2 separate regions of the Bos taurus genome follow, and region 1 is linked to region 2. A link is a contact called in public Hi-C data. All regions are on one chromosome and are shown on one strand. Each heading gives the region's core, a stretch centred on a gene start, on an enhancer-like site or on the middle of the called end of the contact. The rest is flanking DNA. Distances are from core to core; before and after follow the strand shown. Region 1 has its middle 32 kb from the start of PPP1R21. Region 2 has its middle 130 kb from the start of TRNAC-GCA.

Evidence for each region. Hi-C and Micro-C count contacts between places; a contact is called where the count stands out from the background.
Region 1: a Hi-C map of an unstated tissue shows a contact between it and region 2, with 4 times the contacts expected there. The contact joins two enhancer-like sites. A contact is called at or near these places in 4 of 11 Hi-C or Micro-C datasets (liver, skeletal muscle, skin fibroblasts and 1 more).

The regions. Positions count from the first base shown.
Region 1 is chr11:30,716,403-30,724,021 of ARS-UCD2.0, reverse strand. No RefSeq gene overlaps it. Among named protein-coding and RNA genes, the nearest start is that of PPP1R21, 32 kb to the left of the region's middle. Within about 2 kb of position 1,936, at least 9 of the 102 cell types and tissues checked have an H3K27ac peak or open chromatin away from gene starts, as enhancers often do.
Region 2 is chr11:30,478,197-30,485,670 of ARS-UCD2.0, reverse strand. No RefSeq gene overlaps it. Among named protein-coding and RNA genes, the nearest start is that of TRNAC-GCA, 130 kb to the left of the region's middle. Within about 2 kb of position 4,875, at least 44 of the 102 cell types and tissues checked have an H3K27ac peak or open chromatin away from gene starts, as enhancers often do.

The sequences.
Region 1 (7,619 bases), core at 687-3,186, 240 kb before region 2:
ATATTAAATCATCTGTTAAATGTGTTCTTTTCTTGGTAAATATTTGGTATATAGCATAGTCACAGCTGTTATAATTGGATAATTACTTCCAATTAATGCTCTATTTCGAAAGTTGCAATTCCATATAAAGCTTAGAGTTAAGCTGTAACAAAGGCAAGCCTCTCCTGGGGAAACAGAGAGTGAGAATTCCTTTCTGTAATTCTCCTGGAAAGCAATTAGAGAGAGAGTACTAATAAATTATATATGGTCCTGCTTTTACCTGCACTGATAAAGAATCTGTAGTGTGTCAGCTAAAATGTGTAAATACACGACTGCCTCTCCCAAGAGCTGTCTGCAAGTATTTGAAGATTGCAATTTCTTATTTGAATAATCAACATTTTTCTTAGAGTGAATTAAAGCTGACCATACATTCCTGGGGAGAATTTATTTAAAAGAAGGGAGAGAGAGTATTTACACAGAATCAGGTTACAAGGAAACACTTCATCTCAGAATTATCATCAAACAATATAAATTCAGGAAAAACCAATTTCATTTGTAATATAATTTTCTCTAAGAATTCAGATTGGTGTGTAAGTGCAAGCAGAAAGTGGGTGGGAGTTCTTGTAAGTGAAATCTTAACAGATCTGAGGAGCAGAGTCTGCTGCAACACAGTTCTTGCTCATTTGACCAGAAAGATACCAAATGTCTGGGTTCTTAGAGTGTTAATTAATGTCTTAGTTCTTAGAGTTTCTTTGCTTGGAAACAATAGTGAGTTAGGTGTTGCAAAAACCCCTCAGACAGGCTGATTCTAAGATTATTCTTCTCTATTCCCTTAATGCCATAAAAAATGTGGATGGTTTAGAACCAATTACACTTAAATCTAGTAAATATATATTTTAATAGACTTTGCAGTAATGTAGCCTGACCTTTATACTAATGAGAAGAAGTAATATTTTTACCCATGAAACTTATTCATAAGATACTGTAATATATGTAGCAGTTTAGAGAAATACCACTTCTTTCTTAACTGCGTAGATTTTATACCCCCTGAATATTCATTGGAAGGACTGATGCTGAAGCTGAAGCTCCTATACTTTGGCCACTTGATGCAAACAGCCAACTCACTGGAAAAGACCCTGATGCTGGGCAAGACTGAAGGCAGGAGGAGAAGGGGATGACAGAGAATGAAATGGTTGGATGGCATCACTGACTCAATGGACATGAATTTGAGCAAACTCCAGCAGATGTGGCAGACAGGGAAGCCTGGCATGCTGCAGTCCATGGGGTCACAAAGAGTCAGGAGCAACTGAACAATAAGGTTATGTACATTTCTTGGTTTTGGAGTTATTTTAGCTGGAAGGGTAACTGTAAAAGGTGATAGTGTAGAGATGTCCTGTTTGTCAGAGATATTTGATTAATAATTTTTTAATTTGTATTGTATTAAAAATTTGCTATGGACACTCTCCAAATCTCAAGGTGTGGTAGCCATCCTTAGAAAATGCAATTTGATTCCACTGCTTCTAGATCTTGGATTCTAAGTTCTTACCATGGTAGCCCCAGAACTCTGTTAAGACCTGGCCCCTGGGACCTAAATACTTTGCAGGCCTCACCTCCTACCAGTCTTTCCTTTGTAAGGGACGCTCCAGGCAAATAGCTATTCTTCTTGCTAATGCTGTAAAAACATCAAAGAGCTGCAGCCTCTAATTTAGCCTTCACTGTTCCTTTCCTCCGGAGACTTGTGTGTGTCACTCCTGCACAGCGTTCTAATCTCTGCTTAGAGCCACCTAGGTAAGAGGTCCTCCCCATCTAAAAGGTGGCCTGCAAGTCCTGGACTTGCCTAGCTTCAAGACTGAAGAGCTCTGAGTCAGCAACAGATACCACTGGTTTAATAGATGGGGAGGTTACCTGTCTGAAACAAGGTCCTGGAGCGACTTCCCACTGTGTGCGGCAGGTGACTAGCTGGACATGGTGGAATTCTTCGCTCCCGGTGGAAGGGTGAGGTTACCAGTTACGGGGTAACTGACATCATGTTGACGCACTGGTTACCAGGGAAACTAGCCAAGGGGCATGCTCCTCTTGCCCCTTTGATAAGCTATCCTAGTGGAGATAATCTGATCTGATGGTTAGAACAATCACTAGCCGTGATTGCAGGGGCCGGGGGCAAGTATGTAGGAAGGTCAGTCATGTGACTGGGGCAGGTGAAGCAGGCACTCGTCAAGCAGCAGGATGTACAAGGGAGCAGGAGAATAGCCATCTTAAGGGGCCTGATCATACAGCAATTGTCACCTTGCCCCTTCCTTACCTGTTTTTCTTCATAGCACTTATCACTTTCAGTATTTTATTTCAAGTTTTTATTTTGCTAGTCTCCTCCCACTAGAATGTAAGCTCCATGAGGGCAGAGAGACTTTCATCTGTTTTGCTTACTGCCAAACCATGAGGCCTAGGCAAAGGTTTGTTGAATAAATGAAGAAAAGGCCAAGCATTCTTCTTGTGTGTGATTAGTTCTGTAAACTGGAGGCGGTAAAACCTGCCAGTTAAAGCACAAGTTTAGGAACTACTGCTGCTACTAAGTCGCTTCAGTTGTGTCCGACTCTGTGTGACCCCATAGACGGCAGCCCACCAGACTCCCCCGTCCCTGGGATTCTCCACTGGAGTGGGGTGCCATTTCCTTCTCCAGTTCATGAAAGTGAAAAGTGAAAGTGAAGTCGCTCAGTCGTGTCCAACTCTTTGCGACCCCATGGGCTGTAGCCCACCAGGCTCCTTGGCTTCCCAGGTGGCTCTGTTGTAAAGAATCTGCCTGCCAATGCAGAAGATACAGGAAATACAGGTTCGATCCCTAAGTCGGGAAGATCCCCTGGAGGAGGAAATGGAAACCCACTCCAGTATTCTTGCCTGGAGAATCCCACTGGACAGAGCCTGGCGGGCTACAGTTCATGGGGTCACAGAAGAGTTGGACGCAACTTAGCGACTGAACACAGCAACAACAACATTAACCTCGTGATGTGATGTAAGAATTAAATGAAATAAGCTATCTAAATGTTTGATTTAGTAGTTGCCAAGTCTGTCAAGCAGAAAATAGTAAGTAGTTGTAACATTTCAGGTAATACCCTTCATAGATTACTAAATCAGATTCAGGTAGCTCTTAAAAAAAATTAAAAAGCCATTGAACTCCCAGCAAGTGATTTTCCATACCCACCCAACCCTCCCCAGAGAATATCTTTCTCTCCAATCTATCTCATATTCTGTAGGGGAGCCACCTGTCTGATTTGAAGGGTTTTTATTCAACTCTCAGCTCTGAAGCTGTTGAATTTAACTTCTCATTTGCTCCTTACTAACAAATTTTTATTAGCTCCCTTACTCTGCAGTTCAAATAGGACAACTTATTTTTGGTTTGCAAAAAAGAAATTAGAATGTCAAGGAGCTTTTCTCTTGACACTGTATGTTTCTTAGCTCTCACTCCACCCACCCTGCCTGCCTGCCAGTCGGAGGTATATGGATCTACTTTCTTTCACTATAGATTCCATTGCTATTGTTCAGTCGTGAAGTCGTGTCGGACTCTTTGGCACTCCGTGGACTGTAGCCCACCAGGCTTCTCTGTCCGTGGAGTTCTGCAGGAAAGAACACTGGAATGGGTTGCCATTTCTTTCTCCAGGGGGTCTTCCTGGACCAGAGACTGAAGTCACATCTCCTGCGTTGGCAGGTGGATTCTTTACCACTGAGCCACCAAGGAAGCCAATTACTTTTTTCTAAAGTTCCATGTAAATGGAATCACATAGTGTGAATTCTTTTGAGACTATTTTCATCTACACTGTTACTAATATCAGCAGTTTGTTTCTTTTTATTTCTGGGTAGTGCTCTATTGCAGGAACTCATACTATATAAATATTTACCTATTGATGGACATTTGCATTGTTTCCCATTTTTGGAGCTATTTTGAATATGACTGCTATGCAAGCTTACTGCCATGAATATTTAGGAAAAAATCTTTTATTTCTCTTGGGGGGAACACCTAAGAACAAAATTTCTGAGTGTTACAGGCTAAACTGGGCCCCCCTCCCAAATTCTTATCTTGAAGCACTAACCCCTAGTACCTCAGAATGACTGTATTTGGACATAGGGTCTTTACAAAGGGAATTAACCTAAAACGAGACCATTGGAGATGGGTCCTAACCCAATCTGACTGGTGTCCTTGTGAAATGAAATTTGGACAAAAAGGGAGAGCCAGGGATTCAAGTGCAAGGAGGAAAGGCCACGTGGGGTACAGTGAGAAGGCAGCATCTGCAGGCCAAGGAGAGGGGCCTCAGAAGGAACCACACCTCGCTCTTGGACTTCCTGCCCACACCTTGATCTTGGACTTCCTGCCTCCAGAATTGTAAGAAAATAAAATTTTGTTTCTAAGCCATCCAGTCAGTGGCATTTTATTGTAGCAAACAGCCCTAGCCGACTAGTACACTGGGCTATATAAGTGTATATTGAACTTTATGAGAAACTGCCAAACTGTTTTTCAAAGCCAAACTGTTTTTCAAAGTGTTTGTGCCGTTATATACTCCTGCCAGCAACTACGAAATTTATACTGGTTTTGTATTTTTAAATACACTTGGTGTTGTCCATCCTTCTAATTTTAGACCTTCTATTGGATGTGTAGCAGTATCTCATTGGGGTTTTAGTATGCATTTCTCTTATAGCTAATGAGGTTGAGCATGTTTCCATGGTCTTATTGGCTGTTCATATGTATCTTTGGTTAACAGTCTGTTCAAATCTTTACCCATTCTTTACTCTATGTCTCTTTAATATTAGGTTGTAGGAGCTTCTTATATATCCTGAATACAATCCTTTGTCAGATATGCTTGTTGTATCTTCTCCCAGTGTGTTGTTTGCCGTTCCATTTCCTTAATGGTGTCTTTTGGAGAGCAAGTTTTCAATTTTGATGATCAGCCGACTTAGCAGAGCAGAGCAGCAGAGTTTATAAACCTTTTGTCCTCTTGTGGTTTGTATGTTCTAAATCTTTGCTTGTTCTGAGAGGTCAAAAAAGTTTTCTGTTTTAAAAAAACACTTCTAAATTTTACACTGTTAGCTTTAACATTTAGGTCAGTAATACTGATTTTAATAGATTTTCATGTATGGTGAGAGATGAGTTGAGATTCACCATTTTCTACGTGTATATCCAACTGTCCAGCACGATTTGTTAAAAAACAATTATCCTTAGTCCTTTCAGCACCTTTGTCAAAAATCAACTGCCCCCTGGATGGGAAGGGAGTCTGGGGGAGAATGGATACGTGTGTAAGTACAGCTGAGTCCCTCCACCGTTGACGTGAAACTATCACAGCATTGTTAATTGGCTTTCCTTGTTTCGCTCAGTCGTGTCCGACTCTCTGTGACCCCATGGACTGTAGCCCGCCATGCCCCCGTCCATGGGATTCTCCAGACAAGAATACTGGAATGGGTATACCCCAATACAAAATAAAATGTTTTTATAAAAAAACCAACTGCCTCTATATATGTGGATTTTGTTTCTGGACTATCCTGTTTCACTGAAATATATTAAAGCATACTCTTTATTATCATACCTTTAAAATCAGGTAGTATAAGCCATTCAACTTTTTAAAATGCATTTGGCTATTCTAAGTTATTTACATTTCCATATATTTTTAAAATCAGCTTTCCATTTGCCTCAAAAAAGCCTACTAGATTTTGACTGGTATTGAATTGAATGTATATTGAATGTATAGGTGAATTTGGAGAGAACTGACATTGAAATCGTAACAATATTTAAGTCTTTGGATCCATAAACACAGTGAATCTATCCACTTATTTAGATGTCCTTAGCTCTCTCAACTTGGCTTTATAGTTTTTATTGCACAGGTCTTGCACATGTCATTACATTTGCTCCTTCATTTCTTGCATACTAATGTAAATAGTATTTTTAAAAACTTCATTTTCCAAAATTTTGTTGCTACTATATTGAAATACAATTGATTTTTATCAATCACTGGACCTAGTATCCTGAGAGCTTGCTCAATTATTAGTTCTAGTAGCCTTTTGCAGATTCTTTAGGAATTTTTACATCTACAATCATGTTGTCTGTACAAAGCTGGCTTCATTTCTTCCTTTCCGAACACTATGCCCTTTATCCCACCTTCTTCTTCCTCCCCCTTATTTCTTCACCTTACCAAACTGGCAGAGGTCTAGTAAAATATAGTAGTATGAGAGGGGACATGCTTGGCTTATGCATAATTAGAGGGGACATGGTTAGCCTCTCACTGTTCAATATGATGTTAGTGGTAAATTTTTCACAGATGCCTTTTATCAGACCCAAGAATGTCAAGAACTGTTAAGGATGGGACTTTCATGGTGATCCAGGGGTTGAGTCCACCTGCCAATGCAGGGGACATGGGTTCCATCCCTGGTCCAGGAAGATTCCAAATACTGCAGGGCAACTAAGCTCGTGCGCCACAGCTAGCGAGTCCGTGACCTGCAACTACTGAACCTTCGGGACGTGTAGCCCGTGCTTCCAGAGAAGCCCGTACACTGCAACTAGAGTAGACCCCACTCGTTGCAACTAGAAAAAGCCCACACACAGCAATCAAGACCTAGCACAACCAAAAATAAATGGGAAAAAAAAGAATGGATTATTAAAAAAAAAACACACACACAACTGTGAAGGATGTGAGCTTTTACAGTACTTTCACGTCAACAAGCTTGTTTGCTACAGTTTCATGGAAGCTGGCAGAAAACATGGCTCCTGGGTCAGAGACAAAGGAATTTACTACTCACAGCAAGCAACATGAGCTTCACGCTCAGGGTTTGGGTCTGTTTTCCCATGGGGATGTGCAGAGCAGCCCAGTTGAATGCTGCTTAGGAAACCCTAATATTTTATAAAGGCTGCAAGCAAATGTGTCTGACTTTGCCCCAGAGGGAGCCATAATCTTTATTATACTGGACTGCAAACAAACCTGTCCTCCATTCTGAAGAAAGACACTTTATTTTCCAGTTATTTACCATACATATATTCTTGAAAATAAAGTCTACAAGAAAATACTGCAATGCCTCTGCTTGCAAGACATGCAAAAGTGTGACACACCCTACTTCACCCCCATTAGGATGATTTAGGATGACTATTATAAAGGGAGAGAGGGAGAAAGGAAGAAAAGAACAAGTCCTGGAAAGGATATGGAGAAACTGGAACATTTGCACATTGCTGTGGCAATGTGCAGCTGCTTTAGAAAACTTTATTGTGGTTCCACAAACACACAAAAAAACCCCAAAACTGAACACAGAATTATCGTTATCATCTGGTAATTTTACTTCTAGGTGTCTACCCAAAAGAACTGAAAGTAGGGATTTAAACAGATACTTGTACACCAATGTTCACAGCCCCGTTATGTACAAGACCCAAAGGACAGAAACAACTGAAATGTTTATCAATAGATGAATAGGTAAGCAAAAGAAAAAAAGAAGAACAAACAAAACCCAAAGTCAGTAGAAAAAAAGAAATAAAGATCATAGCACAAATAAATGAAACAGAGACTAAAAAACAATAGAAAAGATCTAAAACTAAGATCTGGTTCTTTGGAAAACAATACTTTCAAAAAATAGCCTTTAAAAACATTCTGAAATTAAAACTTTTATCCTTCATCGGT
Region 2 (7,474 bases), core at 3,626-6,125:
GGCCGGGTCCCAGCCTCTCTCCCAGCGGGTCCCGGGCCATGCTGAACGCGCCCCGCCCGGGGGAGCACCCGCTCCCCCTGCCGGAATCCCGGGAATGTCGCCGGTACGGGAAGCATCTGGACGGTCCTCTAGGCAGAGGGAGGGGGTCAAACCTGGAATTTCTCGGGTGCTTTTGCACACATTCCCCTCGAGCTTTTCAAGTCCTGTAAAGTTGAAACCCATGAGAGTAAGAAGGTAGCCGCCCTACTTCCCCGGGCATACTTTCTCGCGGCAAAGACTCCCAATCCCCGCTCTGCGAGCACCCAAACGCCCCTTTCCCTGGCTTGAAGGATCCCTTCTTTGTGTCTGAGGGAGGAAGCCCTTCCCCGCCTGGAAACCCACAGGGCCGGCCCGGGCAGGTGTCTCCAGCTGGATTGTCGCCATCTTGTGGCAGGATTGGGTGGCCACTGTGGCCCATCCGCCAGACCAGCCTGCCTGTAACTTTTTTTAGGTCTCAAATGTACTGTTCCTTCTTTTCCTTCTTTCCCCCAACCACCTAGGAATGGAAAAATTTAAATCCGTGGACAAGGAGTTGAACTCTGAGGCTCCTGTCCCCTCCTCGCTCACCTGCATGCACGGTGTCTTTCTAAAGGCATTCAAGTGTTGGCTGGAGAGACCAACACTTAGATCAACACGAAGGGCTCTGCCTCCTGAGGCGCCAAAACCAACCTGAAGGAGATGCCAATCCCCCACCAATTTCCCACGATACAAACTAATGATTAACAAGAAAGACTCCTGTTCCTACTGGTTAGTAATGTCATTACGCTTGATGAGTATTATTAAAGGACCCCTGTTATTAAAGACTCCCTGTTATTATTATTCAGCATTTGTATTGTTTTTTTTTTTTTTTTTCCAAAACGCTCAGGTTATTATCTCCTTGGGTTTTCCAAACACTCCAGAGAGGCAGGCAGGTGACAACTTCATTTTATAAAATAGGGAAACTGAGGCACTGTAATTAGTGGCAAGTTCGTGGATTGATGAGTCAACAGTAGTCATTTCTTCCCAGATGATTACTGTCTTACTCCAAAGTGTCATAGATGCCAGTAGATGGTAAATAGATACCCTAACCTGGAAAACTAGTTTCTCTCACCCACTTTTATGACCTATTGTAATCGCATTAGAAACCCATCCCAGAAGTTTTAAAACTTACTAGTCGTATGCTCACTGCATTGAGCATATGGGTGTTGTTAATTGCATTTATTTTATTTTTACAAGGCAAACACAATTCATTTAAAAAAAAAAAAAAAGCAAGGGTGTTACAATGAGTAAACCAGATGTATCTTGATTTGGAGAATAAACTGGTTTTCAAGACACTCGTTCATTATGAAAATACCTTATTCATTAGATATTAGCAAGCATTAAAAAAGACCAATAAGAAACTGACCATCTTATTTTAAACTCCATTATCTTCTCAGAGACATGAAGAGCTGTTTTCTGCTTTCAGACTTTACTTCTTCTTTTCAAAAAAGTCTTCAGTCTTAGTCGGTGCACTCATATTACCAGAGGGCCTTAAGTTTCTTCAATAACTTTTTTTCTTTCCAAAAGAGACAACAAAAAAATTACTTTGCTCTGCTCATAGAAGGCAGCCATATAATACGGTCTCCTTCCCTCCTTTTTATTTCCCCTCCTTCATCAAAGAAATGGATTCTGTCATTCTGGAAGTCTCCAGTGGGAAGCCCTAGTTGAGTCTGAATTCAGAGCTGAGTCAGCAAGGAGACCTAGGAGGGTTTGAGCGGCATGTCTTCTCCCCAGTTGCTGAGGTAGCCTAGCCCCCAGTAGAGCTATAAAGTTGAAGAAGTTTGTCCTTGGAGCTCTCCCAAACAACCTTTAGTGCTCTCTTTTTAACCAGTTCTCACCCAAAATAACACATTTCTAAATGTACATGTTTAAAGAAGTTAAGGATGCTGTTTGCTGGTCTGGGGGAAATCAGGCTAGACTTCTCAACCAACCTTCCATTATATTCATTCAACTCATTCATTCACTCAGAAGGGATGTATTTATAAACTGTATTAATAAATACTCTTGATGGGCCTATGAAAACAAAGCACTTCAAATTCACTTTTCCTATGCAGCAAACCTTTGAGATAGATTCTCATTATCCTGTTTACAGGTGAGGAAACAAAAGTTAAAAAAAAGTTCAAATAACCTGCTCACAGTCACACAGGTAGAGGTAGAACTGGGATAGGACTGGCTATAAGGTCACAACTTCTGTGCAATCAGAATATGAAGCTCCCTTTACCATCTGAGTTCCTGCGAGTAGGAAAACGAGACTTGGGAGAGTGATAAGTAAATAGGAAATGAGTTGAAAAAAAAAAACAATAGAGTGACAAAATATCCCCTGTCGGTGGGGAAAGGGTCCTGCACACACACCAGACATTTACTGTGTCGATAGAGTGGACTCCTGCAGGCCGGCCAGCCTCATCCTTTTGTCTCTGTCTTAGGCCAGCTGGACGAGGTGGGATAGGATGACGAATCAAGAGAGAAGTATGCATGCGAAATTGCTTCAGTTGTGTCCAACTCTTTGCAGCCCTATGGACCATAGCCCACCAGTCTCATCTGTCCACAGGAGTCTCCAGGCAAGAATATTGGAGTGGATTGCCATGCCCTCCTCCAGGGGATCTTCCAGAGCCAGGGATCGAATCTGAGTCTCTTGTCTTTTGCATTGGCAGGCGGGTACTTGACCACTAGGGCCATCTGGGAAGCATATGACTCCCCACACTCTTTCTGACTCTTTCAACTTCCAGTCAATAGGGAAAAGGGTTCTCCAAAGAAATCCCAGCCTTCATCATATACAAAGAGGGTCCAAAGCCCTAGACAATCCTAGTTGAAAAAAATATGTAGGTCCGTATTAGTGTGGTAAGTGGGAATTTTTTCAGGCAGTACAGTATACACTGAATAATAAAAGGGTGACATAACAATGGGGGCTGTGACTTCCACTCAATTGTGAGATTTAAGAAATTGATAGGAAATTGACAGGCAATAAGCAGCATTATTGAGAGTACTACTCTGGAGTCAAGCTGCCTGAATTGATATCCCAGCACCATCACTTATTAGCTGTATGAACTTGGGCAAGAAATTTGGCCTATCTGTGCCTCTGTTTCTTCATCTGTAAAATGGGAGTAATTATAGTTACCTGCCTTATAAGTTGATGTGAAGATTGTACGAGTTAATGTATGTGCTTAGAGTAGTGTCTGGTCCATGGTTTAACACAATGCAAATATTAGTATTTACTATCATTATAATAAAAAGAAAGTTTTCAATCAAATTTATCTGGGTTTCTATCACTGCTAGGTGGTCCTGGATAAGTTATCCAACCTCCTTGAGCTTCAGTGTCCTCATCTATAAAATAGAGTGATAGAGTGATGTGATAACACCTATGCAAGCAGGGGCATTGTGAGGAGTGAAATAATGTGCATGAAAATACTCACCACAGTATTGGTATTAATAGTATATAGCATTAACAGTAGCTCAGTAAATTCTAATTTCCTTTCTTTCTTTAACACTCATGAATTTTTTGAAGTATGTTTAGTGGTAGCAAAAGAATACTAAAATTTAAAATATGTGTAATCTATAATATATATTTTATAATTAAACTATGTAAATTAAAGTATCTTTTATATTAAAAAGAGAACTCTGTGGCTTGCAGGGATGTCATAGCACCCAGACATAAAATGGCAGCCAAGCAGGCCTGTTCCTCAGGAAAACTGTGAGGCATGTCAACAGCAGGCCTACCCCCAGCTTTCTGTTAGATGTTTTGCTGTGGTTCAACCTTGCCTTCCTCTTCAGATTGTCTGAAGGCAGGGTCTTTGGGAGGAGTGGGGAATGGGACAGGAAAGGAACTTGAAACGACTCACCCAGGGGTCCCGGCGCTCACAATTGCTTCAGCCCTTTCCTTTTTTCTTGAAGTCAAGGTCTGAAGTCTGAGGGACTGCATCAGGGCTGAGTGGAAGGAGAGGCTCAGCATGGGCTTCTGGCACTCTAAGACACCCTAGACCAGATGGGGGTCCAGAGTATCCTTGCTCCTTGCTCCTCAAAGGTCAGCATCAACAACATCCAGGGTCTTGTTAGAAATGCAGAATCTCGGCTTCCACTCAAGACCTACAGAATCAGAGTATGTGTTTTAACAAGATTCCTGGGAGATTTGGATGCACATCAAAGTTTGGGAAGCCTTGAGTTAGAACCCACGAAGCCTGTGTGGTCTGAATGGATGTGGGATTGGGACATCTGCTTTAAAGTGTGTGTCTCCTCTTCATTTCCTTTTCCCTTGAACCCGCACTGTGTGCCTTATACGGAAAAGGCAGTGGCTTGCTACGGGGAGAGTGACCACTTTAATTGATGAGAACTCTCAAGAAGCACAAAACTGGGCGCTGGCCCAGATGACAACTGAAAACTCACTTCGTTTTTCAAATAGGGTTGTGAGAACAACAGTCAGGCAGGATCTGTGGAGCACCTATTTGCGCCAGGTGCCTACTGTATGCAAGCCCTGTGGGTGACACAAAGAAATACCATAGAACTGATCTGGGAGTCTTCAGACCTCTGGGCTCTGGTCCAAACCTCATTTTTAAGTTGCTGGGCAATTCCCTTCACCCCTCAAACATCTTCCTTTTCTGTTTGAAAAACGTGTGGGTCAGATGAAAGGATACTAAATTCCCATCCAAATCTAAAGCGATCTGATTCAAATAGCCCTAGCCTCTAAACCTTAGTCTAACTGAATAGACAAAATGATTTTAAATGATTACACATGAAACAGAGGGCAAATCAGGACAGGATGTGATTAAGGGCTGAGTTGTTCAGAACTGGCAGCGTAGCGATCAAGGACTCCTGGAAGCTGTGTATAAAGGGCAGTGTTTGGAACCTTTCCAAACTCCTCCCCTCGCTCCCAGAGCCAATAGTGAGGGGGGGCGGGATGGACTTCCACAAGAAGCCACTAGGTGGCGCTGTCATGATGTGAAATCCATAACTGGTAGGGACGCTTCGAGGGAAAACCTTTACTGCCCCTCTGGCTAAAAGAACAATGTGTGCGTGTGTGCCTGAGCGTATTCGTGTGTGTGTTTGCGCGCGCTCTCTGTTGTGTTCGGCTCTTTGCGATCCCACGGTCTGTAGCCCACCGTGCTCCTCTGTCTATGGGATTTTCCCACAAGAATACTGGAGTGAGTTGCCATTTTCTCCTCCAGGTGGATCTTCCTGACCCAGGGATTGAACCTGCGTCTCCCCTGTCAGCAGATTCTTTAACTCTGAGCCACCTGGGAATCACTAAAGGAACAATACTGGTTTCCAGATCTTAGAAACACAGGTTTCTAAGAGTGCTGAGGAACTCAGAGCGCAGGGTCGTCTTGGGTCTAAGCAGGAGTCAATGCATTCATTCTGCCCTGCTCAGATGACATGAAACATGAAAAAAGCAACCAGCAAGAATGGCAGCAGAGAGCACACAAAAGAGCCCACCCTCTTTCACGCGCGCGCACACACACACACACACTTTCGGCCATGGAGGTGTTGGGAATTCCCCTTCCCAAACTGGGTCTCTACCCCCGCTTCCTGATCTTACTTCTCACTTGCCCTACAAACAGCAGGGAATTTGAGCCTAAATCTGAAGCCCTCCTTCCACATACCCACCTGCAGCAGAGCTTGGTTCTCCCATGGACAGGGACAGGCTCCAGTCTGGTCACTTTGTCCTGAGGTGAGCACTGTCTGCTCCAGAGCCACCAGCACTTCTCGACATTCTCTCCATTTTATTACCCTGCAAAGGCAAGGGGTAGAGGTGGGGGACACAGCATTTATGAAGGTTCTTCTATGTGCCAGGCTCTAGGCTAGGTGCTTTGCGTGTATTGCTCGGGAGTCTGCTTCCTCTGCCCTGGTTCCCATTCCCCACTCCCACTCTGCCCTTGAAAAACAACACAAACTGAAACTTGTGAACTCTCCTAGGGAAATAACAAGCAATTACTCTGAGGTATAGGCGAAAGTGAGCAAAACTTGCAGCCCCCACACCTTGGTCATTTTCATTTCTGTTTCTTGACAACCATGTGACCGTATGACTTCATTTAACCTTTCTGAGCCTCAATTTCCACATCTGTAAAATAAAGTAGGGGTTATATAACCTATATAGGAACTGATTTTTTTATTTTAAAGTTTCTTACTGTATTAACTTCTTTTGAGGTATAATTGATATACTGCAAAGTGGACATCAGTGTAAGCCCGTTGAATTTTGAGGCCAACATCCAACACCCAGACTGAGAGCCAAATACAACCAGTATCCTAGAGCCCTCCTCCAGTGACTAACCTCCCCTACTCCCACCAGGGTGCACACCAGCCCCACTTGTAAGAGAGCAAGTTAGCTTTTGCCTATTTTATCTTACACTTAAAATAAATGAAATCATATAATATGTACTCTTTCATATCTGGCATCTCTCATTAAACATCATGTTTCACAGTAGCAATAATAGTTTGTTTATTCTATTTACTGTAAGAAATTCCACTGTGTGACTATACAACAAGTTATCCATTCTACAATTATTGGCCATTTGGGGGCGAGTATTATAAACAATACTTCTCTGAACTTCGTAGTAGCTATCTTTTTCCCAATAATTGTTATTGTGGTAAAATACATATAAAATTTACCACCTTAACCATTTCTCAAAATTAAGATGTAATTGACATATAGCATTATATTAGTTTCAGATGGACAACATAATGATCCAATATTTGTATTTATTTTCAAAATGATTACCACAGTAAGTCTAATTAACACCCATGATCTTGACCACGTAGCATGTAGTTCAATAGTTAATAAATACATAATTTTGTGCAACCATCACTGCCATCCATCTCCATAAAAGTTATCGTATAATACTGAAATTCTATACTATGAATTCTCCATTCCCCCTCCAGCCCCTGCTGCTACTGCTGCTAAGTCACTTCAGTTGTGTCCGACTCTGTGTGAACCCATAGATGTCAGCCCATCAGGCTCTCCCGCCCCTGGGATTCTCCAGGCAAGAACACTGGAGTGGGTTGCCATTTCCTTCTCCAATGCATGAAAGTGAAAATGAAAGTGAAGTCGCTCAGTCGTGTCCAGCCCCTAGCAGCCATCATTCTATTTTATGTCCCTGGGTGATTTTGATTACTCTAAGTACTTCATGCAAGTGATCTAGCACATATTACTATCTTTTGGTGAATGTTTATACTCATTTCTATTTGACACAAGACTCTGATTTCTAATATTTCCCTTTTTGTGCCACTTTGAAGTAAATTTGAATTTGCACAAGTTAAGGCATCTGTGTCTTGGTGACAAGCACACCCCTTTCCTGGTAGGCTGGCTGTGAAGGAATTTGAGAAGATCGGGGATGACAGAATTTTGCTAGCTCCTAAATGTTCTTCCTTTAACAGGTGTGTTGCTACCTTTCGGTCCCGCACAACCTCTATAGCTCATTTCATGTGTTTT